Linked DNA regions of Sus scrofa: region 1 is linked to region 2. A link is a contact called in public HiChIP or PLAC-seq data. All regions are on one chromosome and are shown on one strand. Each heading gives the region's core, a stretch centred on a gene start, on an enhancer-like site or on the middle of the called end of the contact. The rest is flanking DNA. Distances are from core to core; before and after follow the strand shown.

Region 1 (5,023 bases), core at 393-2,892, 590 kb after region 2:
CAACTGGTGAGGCGGGAAGCCGGTCCGGGGCTGGGAGAGCCTCCTTCCCTGGGGCAGTGCACTCCGGGTGCCGCTGGGTCAGTTCTGCTGCAGGATGAGGTTTTCCAGTTCGTCTGCCGAGCGCAGCAGGAAGGCAGCGGACTCCCGGTAGCCGGCGATGAGCTGCCGGACAGCGCTGATCTCCGTGGGGCTGAGCTGGGCGGTGGGCATGGTCCGGCTGGTGCTGTTGCTGGAGGGCGTGGGCGTGGGCGCCGTGGACGTGGTGGAGGCCCCGCCTTTCATGCTGAGGTCTGTGGGCCCTGCGGAGAGGGAAAGCCAGGGTGAGCAGGGCGGCAGACACCGGGCGCGGCCTCCTGATGCTATCCTCGTCTGGCTCGCTGGTTATACCCCCAGGGCCTAGAAGGGGGCCTGCAGGTGAAACATGGTGTTTGTTCCCTGTGAGCCCCCAGGGTGATCCTGCCAGGAAGGGGACCTTATCATCATGTGTGACTGGGGAGGCAGCTGGCGCCTGAAGGGGCAGCAGTTGGCTGGAGATGGCACTGTGCACGTGCATGTGTGGCTCTAAGATACTGCTGGCACTGTGTGGAGAGAGGCAGGGCTGGACTGTGCCTCAAGGGAAAGGGGCTGGAGGAGCAGGCTCAGGAAGGTGCTGGGAGGGCTAAGCCCTTTCCCGATGGGCTGCAACACCTCAAACTCCCTTGACTTTGATGAGTTCTTCTGCGTCCAAATGAGGTGGACGGGCGATGCTGCGAGGGCGGGAGAGTGTGGGCTGGCCGTGTGAGGGTCGCCGTGTGGGGACAGGACCCAGAGCAGCCACCTCCCCTTTGCCCTGGAACGTACCAGCAAAGAGAGAGCCTCAAGGCTTACTGAAACGTACTGGGCTATGTGGTGGGGCCACCAGGTCCTGTCTCCTCTCCACCTTTCCCAAACAGCTCTTGCCATCGGGCAAGCCTGGCCTGGTGGTCTGCTCCACAGGAGATTCTTAACTACCCCAGGCCCCAGCCCTCAGCTGCAGCACAGTGAGGCTGTGGTGGGGCGAGCCATGCCAGTGAGACCCTCAGCACTGGCAAAGGGCTTCCAGGAAGCATGGAAGCTCCTAGAATTTAAATTCAATTTAATTCAATTCTTTGTTCAATTCTGTGTTCAATTCTTTCGAGGTGTTCAGCAAGCAAACAGCCAAAGGAAGGGATCTGGCGGTGTGGGACCTCCTTGGGGAGCCTTCTCCGAGTCACTCTCCCTATGCCCGCACCCCCCTCCCCAAGCAGAAGTTATCTTACTTGGGTGTGTGAGGCTGTACTCAGTTACCAGCCATCTCCCTGATACCCCATTAGTTCTGACAGCTGGTTTCACTCATTATTGCATCTACAGTAGCAGTTTTTATGGTGCTACAGCGATGGACAAGCGCTTGTCACTAGAGACATCTAGACCGGAAGTTAAAACCTTGGAAGAAATTACAGAAACTCGACTGTTGCCAAAAAGAAGCTGGTGCGGACCCCAAATGGGGAAGGAAGTTGGAATCTAAGATGGGACAGCTTGTCACATGGGATTAACTTCCTCTTTGACAAGAGAACATGAATGTCAAATGGGAGGCCCCAGGAACTGGCTTGCTAAGGAACATCCCTGGACTTGCGCGTGCTGGCTCCTGGCTGCTGCCAGGTTTGATCCCCTCTGGACACTGCCTGGGGATGGCAGAGGAAGGCTAGAGTCACCTGCTACAGCTGGTGTGAGCTGGCTTGGGCTTCCTCTCTATCCTCCTGCCTCCCCCAAGCCTTGTCCTCTTCAGTCCTGGGCTCAGAGCTGTCCCTCTGACTCTCCCTGTCGGGCTCTGGTTCGAGGCAGACACTCAGGTGGCCGGGTGATTACTAGAGGGGCAGGAGTGGGCAGAGCTGCCCAGCACCCAGGCAGGACAGTCTCTCTGGGCTGATGTGCATTTTCAGATCCAAGCGTGAGCAAAGTGAGGAGCTCTGACCCGCTAATACCACTGCCCAGCCAAGGTGCCAAACTGATCAAACCCTTGTTTAAGCATCCTGTTTTTCTTTCTTTTTTCGCCACGCCCAAAAAAACTCATGTTGCAGCAGTGACCCAAGCTGATGCAGTGACAATGCTTCAGCACAGGAGAAATGCCCATACCCTGGTTAAAGGGCTGCCACTGGGAGGGCAGTGAGACTGGGACTGCCTGTGGAGTTCTTCCAACTGCAGGATTCAAACCCGGTGCTCACAGGACATGTGCTGCCCAGATAAGGAGGTCAGTGGGAGGATCTCTGCCTCCGTGACCTCACCACCTTCCTGGCTCTGAGAAGCCAGGGAGACCAAGGTACAGTGGCAGAGCTAGTGCCTTCCTTGAAGCCTCTCTGGCCAGTGTGTGAACAGGGTGAGGAGGGTAGCAGGCCCGGCCCTCAAGGGAGGCCAATGGGGCAGCCCTGACAGCTGTGGCGTGAGACAGGCCCTGCTGTGTGGCACCAGTGGGGGCTTATCATCATGGCCCGCCACCTGGGAAGGACTCTCCCCATGCACAACGGGGGCTCTAACTTCCCTGCCCTGGCACCTGTCTCCAGACACACTCTAACAGGGCCCTCACTCAGCAGGGCTGTCAGACGGGGCTTCTTCCTGGACAGAAAGCAGGAAGCCATTCTGTCCCTTGCTGCAGCCGGCCACTTTGGCCTCAGCCTCGGGGATTAGGGCCAGGCAGCCTCTTATTTTAGGTTAAGAGGCATTAGGAAGGGATGAGAACTTAAGCCCAGGCAGGAATCTTCCAGGGACCCACACATACTTCCTGGGGGGCGGGGGGGCAAGGTGAGTGGAGGGTGCCCGGGCTTTCTGCCAGGGGTAGGGAGGGATTGGCCCCTTTCCTCGCGGCCCAGGAACAGGGAGGGTCTCCTGCAGCCACAGACTGGGGGCTTCAGGAATTCTCAGGCACATTCAGCCAAGAGCTAACACCAGAGTCTCCTCTAACCTACTCCTCCAGCAGCAGCTTGCTGTCACCCCTGGCTCTTCCTCTCACCTCCGAAGGTCTCCCAGAGCACACTGCTCCTGCCTCCTGTCCACCCCATTAAAGCCTCACCAAAACGCAGACAGCACCAGGCTTAAAGCCTAACTGTGGCTTCCCCTGCACACAGGAAATCCAAAGGCCTGGCTCAAGAGGCCCTGGGATCCCCTGCACCCACACCCGCCAGCTCCTGGAGGCCAGCCGGCTCCTCTCCACCAGGGAACCCGCTCTTGCCCTGCTGCGGCCACCACCCAGGTCTCAGTGTGAAAGGGCCTGTGGTCCCCACTCAGGGCAGCCCCTAACCTCCATGGTGAGGTTTCTATCTTTTGGAGATTTTTTACTTCAATATTGGTCTGTGTCTGTCCACATCAGAATCTCCTGAGAGGAGTTACAGGGAGCATCTAGGGAGTCACTGGCTCATGGAGGAGGGAGGCACAGAAGGCTAACCATTGCCCCAAATGGGGCCCCACAGTGCAAGGACCAGGGCTGAGGCCCTGCACCCAAGTGAAAGAAACTTCACCTCATGGGTAAAGGTCATGAGCCGTGGCCTGGAGCAGGAGGTGACCTGCCTGAAGCCGCTGCAGCTGGACTAGGCCAGGCAGGGGCCAGATCAACTGCCATCCACTCTGTGAGACCTGGGCCAGCAACCATCTCACTGGGACTTGTCATCTGGGGTAAGACGAGGGCGTGGGGAGGCTCAATTCAGGTGAAAAGCAGGGCTTCGGCTGGGACTCTGCTCACAGTGACCCTTGAGGTGCAGGAGTGCGGGGACAGAACCAGGGAGAGGCCCAGCAAGCCTCCTGGGCGGCGAGGAAGGAGTGGCAGGCTGTTAGTTTTAACCTTGCCTTCTAACCTAAGGACTGACTAAGACTATGAGCTGGGGAGACTGCCTGTGCCAGGAAGGAGTCACTGTCCCTGTGGCCTCTGCTGCCCCACCTGCCCTGCCCCCTTCCCAAGGCCACGGTACAAACTGGGTGCTGCTCAGGGAGCCAGAGAGCCTAGGCGTCTGGCACTCACCATTACTGTGATTTCCTGTTTGGAGGGAGGCAGGGGGCTGCAGGTTGCTGCCCAAGGCCCCGTAACCACGGTAACTGTAGTTGAGGCCACCGTTGACGTACACAGGGTCCTGGGAGTAGGAGGAGGCTGGCAGTGAGTAGGTGGAGTGGGCGATGGCTGTGGAGTCCCGGGAGTGCTGCTTGTCCAGGGCTATGGGCTCGTCCTGCAGAAGGGGAGGGAGGTGCTGGGGAACCACAGGCGTGGGAAGCCCCGACCCTATTCCTGCACAGGAGCGGATGGCGGCTGTGGCCCCAGATTTACTGGGACCAGTGCTATGACCTGCAGGACTCTGCCCTCTCCCTGGTCACCTTGCCCACAGCCTTCCCCTAGGCCCCCCCATCTGCTCAGCCCCTTCAGGGCAGATTTGATCTGGTCGTGCCCAGCTGGAAGCACTCTCAGGGCTCCGGAAGTCCAGATCCCCTTCCTAGGTCTGCAGGGCCCTTGGCCCCGGCTCTTCCCCCCACTACCTCAGTACCTCCTTGGGGTAGCACCACTGCCACCTAAGGACTGCCCTCCCTACTTCCTCTGCACCCAGCGCCCACGGTGTCTGCGGAATAACTGAGGGCCCTCCCCACCCCGGAGGCTGGCAGCGAGCAGGCACCTGGGAGGACTGGTAGATCTCCAGGCGCATCCTTTTGGCTGCTTTTCTCGTCTCGCTCTCACAGGCAGCTGCCAGGATGTTTTCTGCCATGGCCGAGGTCAGGTGAGGAGGTGTGGGTCTGGTCTGCAGGCAGAACGGGGATGGGGCCACTGGTGGGGCATGCAGAGACCCGGCCCTAGAGGTGGGTGGGGCAGGGCTGGGGTTCGGGCTTGGAGCCCCATTATCTATGGAGCTGTGCGATTTTTCTGGGCCTTGGTTCCCTCCTCTGTGAGCCAAGGCCCATGACGCCTATTTCCAGGGGGACTAGGAGGGCTGTGGGCGAAGCGCCCCCGCTGGGAGGATGTCGGGGAGCCCCGGAGCAGAGCACAGAGTGGAACAGG
Region 2 (4,663 bases), core at 1,842-4,341:
GGTTTGTCTTCCCTCCCTGATTTTGTTATTTGATGTTTTAAATCTGTCAAGCCCCTCTGGAGGTCACATCTTATTGGGGAAGTGAGTACTTTGAAAGGAGCTAGGGGCTTTTTTTTTTTTTTTTTTTGTCTTTTTGCTATTTCTTTGGGCCGCTCCCGCGGCACATGGAGGTTCCCAGGCTAGGGGTCGAATCGGAGCTGTAGCCACCGGCCTACACCTGAGCCACAGCAATGCGGGATCCGAGCCGCGTCTGCAACCTATACCACAGCTCACGGCAACGCCGGATCGTTAACCCACTGAGTAAGGGCAGGGACCGAACCCGCAACCTCATGGTTCCTAGTCAGATTCGCCAACCACTGCGCCACGACGGGAACTCCGGAGCTAGGGACTTTTAAAAGCATAGCCTCTATCCTTAAAGGAAAGTGCTTTGTGACTTTTTTTTTGGGTCTTATGTCAGAATATCCTTCCCTATGTTGTTAACTCCCTCCTAGGAACCACTCTGGAGGTCTGTTATGCCTTCAAAGTGTGTTTTTTTCTCATCTGGTAAACTCTTCCATATAAGACTCAGCTCTGGGAGTTCTCTTGTGACGAAACAGGTTAAGGATCCAGCACTGTCACTGCAGTGGTTTGGGTTGCTGCCATGGTGCAGGTTCAGTCCCCGTCCTAGGAACATTCACATGCCGCAGGTGTGGCCAAAAACAAAAAAAATAAGCTTTGGTATCATCTTTTTCATAAATCTTTCCTTGACCATTTGACCTCATCAGGTAAGGATGATAATTTCCTACTTTTTTCCTGGTTACCTCTTGCTTTGGTTTTTCTACTTCTCCATCTCTTGATCCCCTCTCTGTGTCTGTCCTTTTCTCCCGCCCATGTATCAGCAGTTCTCTAACTAATTGACTCTTACTCATATATTACCACCTGGGACCATTTTTTCATATAGTTTGTCCATTTTTAGTTTTGGTGGTTTCAAGCAGAAGAATAAATCTGGCCCTCAAGTTGGGGCTTTTAGAAGAGTGGTACTGAGAATTATGGACCTATGGAGTCCGTCCACTCCATTTGCTCCATTCTGGATTACTGCCTAAAGACACACCCACGTCAGGGTGGTAACGCGTGGTGGTCTCTGAGAGGCAAGAGAGAGTGTGTTACTTTAGACCAAATAGCTTTTAAAATGGAGATGCAGACATCCATTGTCTCTTACTTCCCAGAATGTCTCTCAGTTTCCCAGTGGCTGTCTACCTCTCAGTACAACCTGTCTAGTCAGTTCTTTCTTTCTACACCACTTCACATGACCTTCATTTTTCTAGTACAGCCTCCCATTTCTCCTGAAACTCAATCTTTGCTTTTCTTTTGCAGAGAAATTCAAGTTCTTTATCCCTTCAGGCCTTGTCCAGGAGGGAGCTTCTCTTTCAATTGTCAGAGGCTACCCCAGAATTTTCCTAAACAAAGAACATGCCCTCCAATAGGAATTTACTGAGTTCTGAGAAATCGGGCTGCCACACTTTGTTTGGCAAGTTGCAGAGCTCCTAGCACCTGCAGACATGCAGATTGTTGGAATTTCTGCAATACCTGAGAAGGACTGTGTTTTTAGTGTTGGGTTGTTTTTGTTTTTGTTTTTTTGCTTTTTAGAGCCACACCCACGACATATGGAGGTTCCCAGGCTAGGGGTCAAATTGGAGCTGTAGCCGCCAGCCTACGCCAGAGCCACAGCAACACCAGATCCGAGCCGCGTCTGCGACCTACACCACAGCTCACAGCAACACCAGGTCCTCAACCCACTGATCGAGGCCAGGGATCGAACCTGCAACCTCATGGTTCCTAGTCGGATTCGTTTCTGCTGCGCCACAACGGGAACGCCTTGGTGTTTTAACTTGTTATAGTTTCCCATTACTAATAGTCTTGTGCTGATTAATTAATACAAGGTCATCGTTCACTTTTACTTTGATCATTTTGTTCTTATGTAATTGCTTTGTTGCCATCTTGACTGCTGTTTTATTCCTTACCAGTTCTTTTCCATAGAATTTTGTCCTTAGAAAGTAGAGCTTGAGTAGTAGACAGGCTGCAGTGGCAGTTGCTCCAGCATTGAATAGAGGTAAGTCTAGACTTACACAATTGTAACACGAGATACGATGTAATTGAGTAATGTGAGACAGACAGATAAAACGCTTCAGGAGTTTAGAGATTCTTGGAGGTGAGATTGCAGTTCCTTTGGGGCGGGGGACATGCTTGCAGCATGCAGAAGTTCCTAGGCCAGGGATTGAACCTATGCCACAGCAGCAACAACACTAAGCTACCAGGGAACTCCGTTTCTGCAACCTACACCACAGTTCACGGCAATGCCGGATCCTCGGCCCACTGAGCAAGGCCAGGGATCGAACCAGCAACCTCGTGGTTCCCAGTTGGATTTGTTAACCACTGCGCCACGATGGGAACTCCAGCGTTTTCCTTTTTTTTATAGCAATGAGATTGTAGTATTATGCATTTCCTTTAATGTTAATTTGTTCTGTAAGTGTCGCACTTCATTCAAAATTCAAAAGCTACAAGTTCAGTTCCCACCCCAGATAGTGCTGCCAAGTATGTTCCCTTGCAGAGATGACTTCACCTGCTCCCTTTTGTTTTTCCATAAATAATGTCATAATTTATACTCTGTTCCTTGCTCTTTCATATGTTCTGCATTGAATGATGTGGTTCAGGTGCTACCTCAGGTGTGTACTAGCTTTCTGCCTGGCTGAAGTATGAAGCTTCTTATGAGAATCTAGTGACCTGAAGGCAGATGTCCAGTAGTGATGTCCAGTTCCTCTGTGTGATGTCCTGGGCTAATGACCTGAGGTCCCAAGGGCTTGAGGGCAGCTTGGCAATACCCAGTCTTTTAGCTCCCCCTGGCTTAGCTGAGCCTTGGGGGCTTATTGGCTTGAGTATCCGGTCGGACCTGTATATCCCCTTCGGTAGCTCTTGACATGCTTCCTTTTCAGTTCCTTTCTGAATCTTGACTGCTGGAGAAGTTCCTCATTGCTGAGAGTAGCAGTTAAAAAAGCTGTCAGCCACGTGGCCGGGCTCCTATTTCTGCACAGCCAGGCTGAGTTATAGCTTGGTGGTGTGGATCCAGGTAGGAGTCGGTCAACATTCTGAATCCTGAGCTGCCATCTGCCTTGCAGCCTGCTGGGATGCTCAGTTTAGACAACATATAAAGTTTCCTGGGTATGGGACAAACCCAGGCCTATGGAAAGAGCAGGAAGGTTAAAGTGTGCAGTACTTTGAGCAGTGACGAAGGCGTAACCACGGAGCTGACATGTTTGCTCCAATGCCAAGAATTCCAGGACAATTTGTTATCCAGCTAAAGCCAGTGTAGTTGCTATAAAAAAGAAGCCTGGGGACAAACACTTTTTCCTTGTTTTTTGTATTCCTGCATACCCACTCTACTTTCTGTAGCAAAGGTTACGGATGTCAAAACCAGAAATACCTCATCGTATTTGCACTTCTCTTTCTTGCAAGAGAATAAGAGGCTGGGCTCACGTCAAAGCATGACTCTTAAGCACTGAAGGTTATCAGCAGCTTCCTGAAAGGGCTTGACAAATGCTGACATTTTACTCCGAGAAACTATTGTTGCAGGGGCTTAGGAAAATACTAGGTTTTGTCAAGAATTATTTCACCAGACTGCCTAGCCCTAAAGCATCAATTGCCTTCTCTTCTTTTCTTAAAATTTTATGACACAGAAAGGAAATAAAAACTTGGCCTGTCTGATCTGCCTAAACCCATGTCGTTTGAGACTGGTATCCCAGAACCTCACAGGCAGGTGTATGAATGGGCTAAAAATTGTTGCCTACCTTATTTTGGTACCAGTGATATTCTCAGGACTCCTTTCAGGAGCAAGGGTGGGAGATGTAGTTTTCAGTGGGTCAAATACTAAACAATGAGTAGTTGTAAAATACAATAGGAAAAGCAGTTTGGGGCAGCATTGTTACGCTTAGTGGCGAGGAGCGATGAAAAGTCAGTGGCCTTACGCTGACATACTCCCTAAAACTTTAGTGTGTTTTTCTACAGTGTAGAGTTTTTCTGACATACAAAGTATTCCTTTTTTTCATTTTGCATAGTATTAATGCAAATATTTTTCCCGTATTGTTGCATACTCTGAAAATACCAATTCTAACAGCAGCATATTGTTCCTGTGTTCTGAGTTTGCTTCTCCCCATTGAAAAGGTTTGTTTCGCAAAAGATTTTTCTAGGCTATTTATAGGACAGATTTCTTTGTCCCCCTAATGTATTATGTCTGTCTCTAAACTTTAAATGGCTGTTTCAAACCACTTAGTCAATCTTTGTAATTCAATTAAATTATTAAAATGTAAGTCCCTCCCAAAAGCATAGTCAATGACGACATTCTGGCATACACACTTGCACACTGGAAAGCTCTCTTTGGCCGACCTGATGTCAGTGTAACTGGCACTGGTGCCCAGCAGAAGAGTTCACCGGCATTTAGCAAAGCCTTTCTGGAGAGAATTCTAGGTATGTCGTTTTAAAGTCTTGGAATTCTACATCTTAAGACAGACGTACACGGGGGGTGGCTGTCTCAGAGCCTGGAGATCAGATTTGAAAGGAAACGCCCTTTGTCTTTCTTAACTCTAGCTGGGCTGCGGTGTGTCTTGGGAAGAGTAGAGGCAGGGAATATAAT

What was found. HiChIP or PLAC-seq counts read pairs in DNA pulled down with a chosen protein or histone mark.
Region 1: an H3K27ac HiChIP or PLAC-seq map of alveolar macrophages shows a contact between it and region 2. The contact joins two enhancer-like sites. A contact is called at or near these places in 1 of 47 Hi-C or Micro-C datasets (embryonic fibroblasts) and 1 of 2 datasets of contacts at active chromatin or transcription factors (alveolar macrophages).

The regions. Positions count from the first base shown.
Region 1 is chr17:36,075,094-36,080,116 of Sscrofa11.1, forward strand. It overlaps NOL4L (nucleolar protein 4-like), which reads right to left. Exons shown (of 11, transcript XM_021077429.1): 9 at 4,644-4,766; 10 at 4,004-4,205; 11 at 1-299. The coding sequence ends at 79. Among named protein-coding and RNA genes, the nearest start is that of ASXL1, 92 kb to the left of the region's middle. Within about 2 kb of position 1,643, at least 12 of the 83 cell types and tissues checked have an H3K27ac peak or open chromatin away from gene starts, as enhancers often do. A contact at or near this core is called in alveolar macrophages, where this site is marked.
Region 2 is chr17:35,485,055-35,489,717 of Sscrofa11.1, forward strand. No RefSeq gene overlaps it. Among named protein-coding and RNA genes, the nearest start is that of MYLK2, 12 kb to the right of the region's middle. Within about 2 kb of position 3,092, at least 16 of the 83 cell types and tissues checked have an H3K27ac peak or open chromatin away from gene starts, as enhancers often do. A contact at or near this core is called in alveolar macrophages, where this site is marked.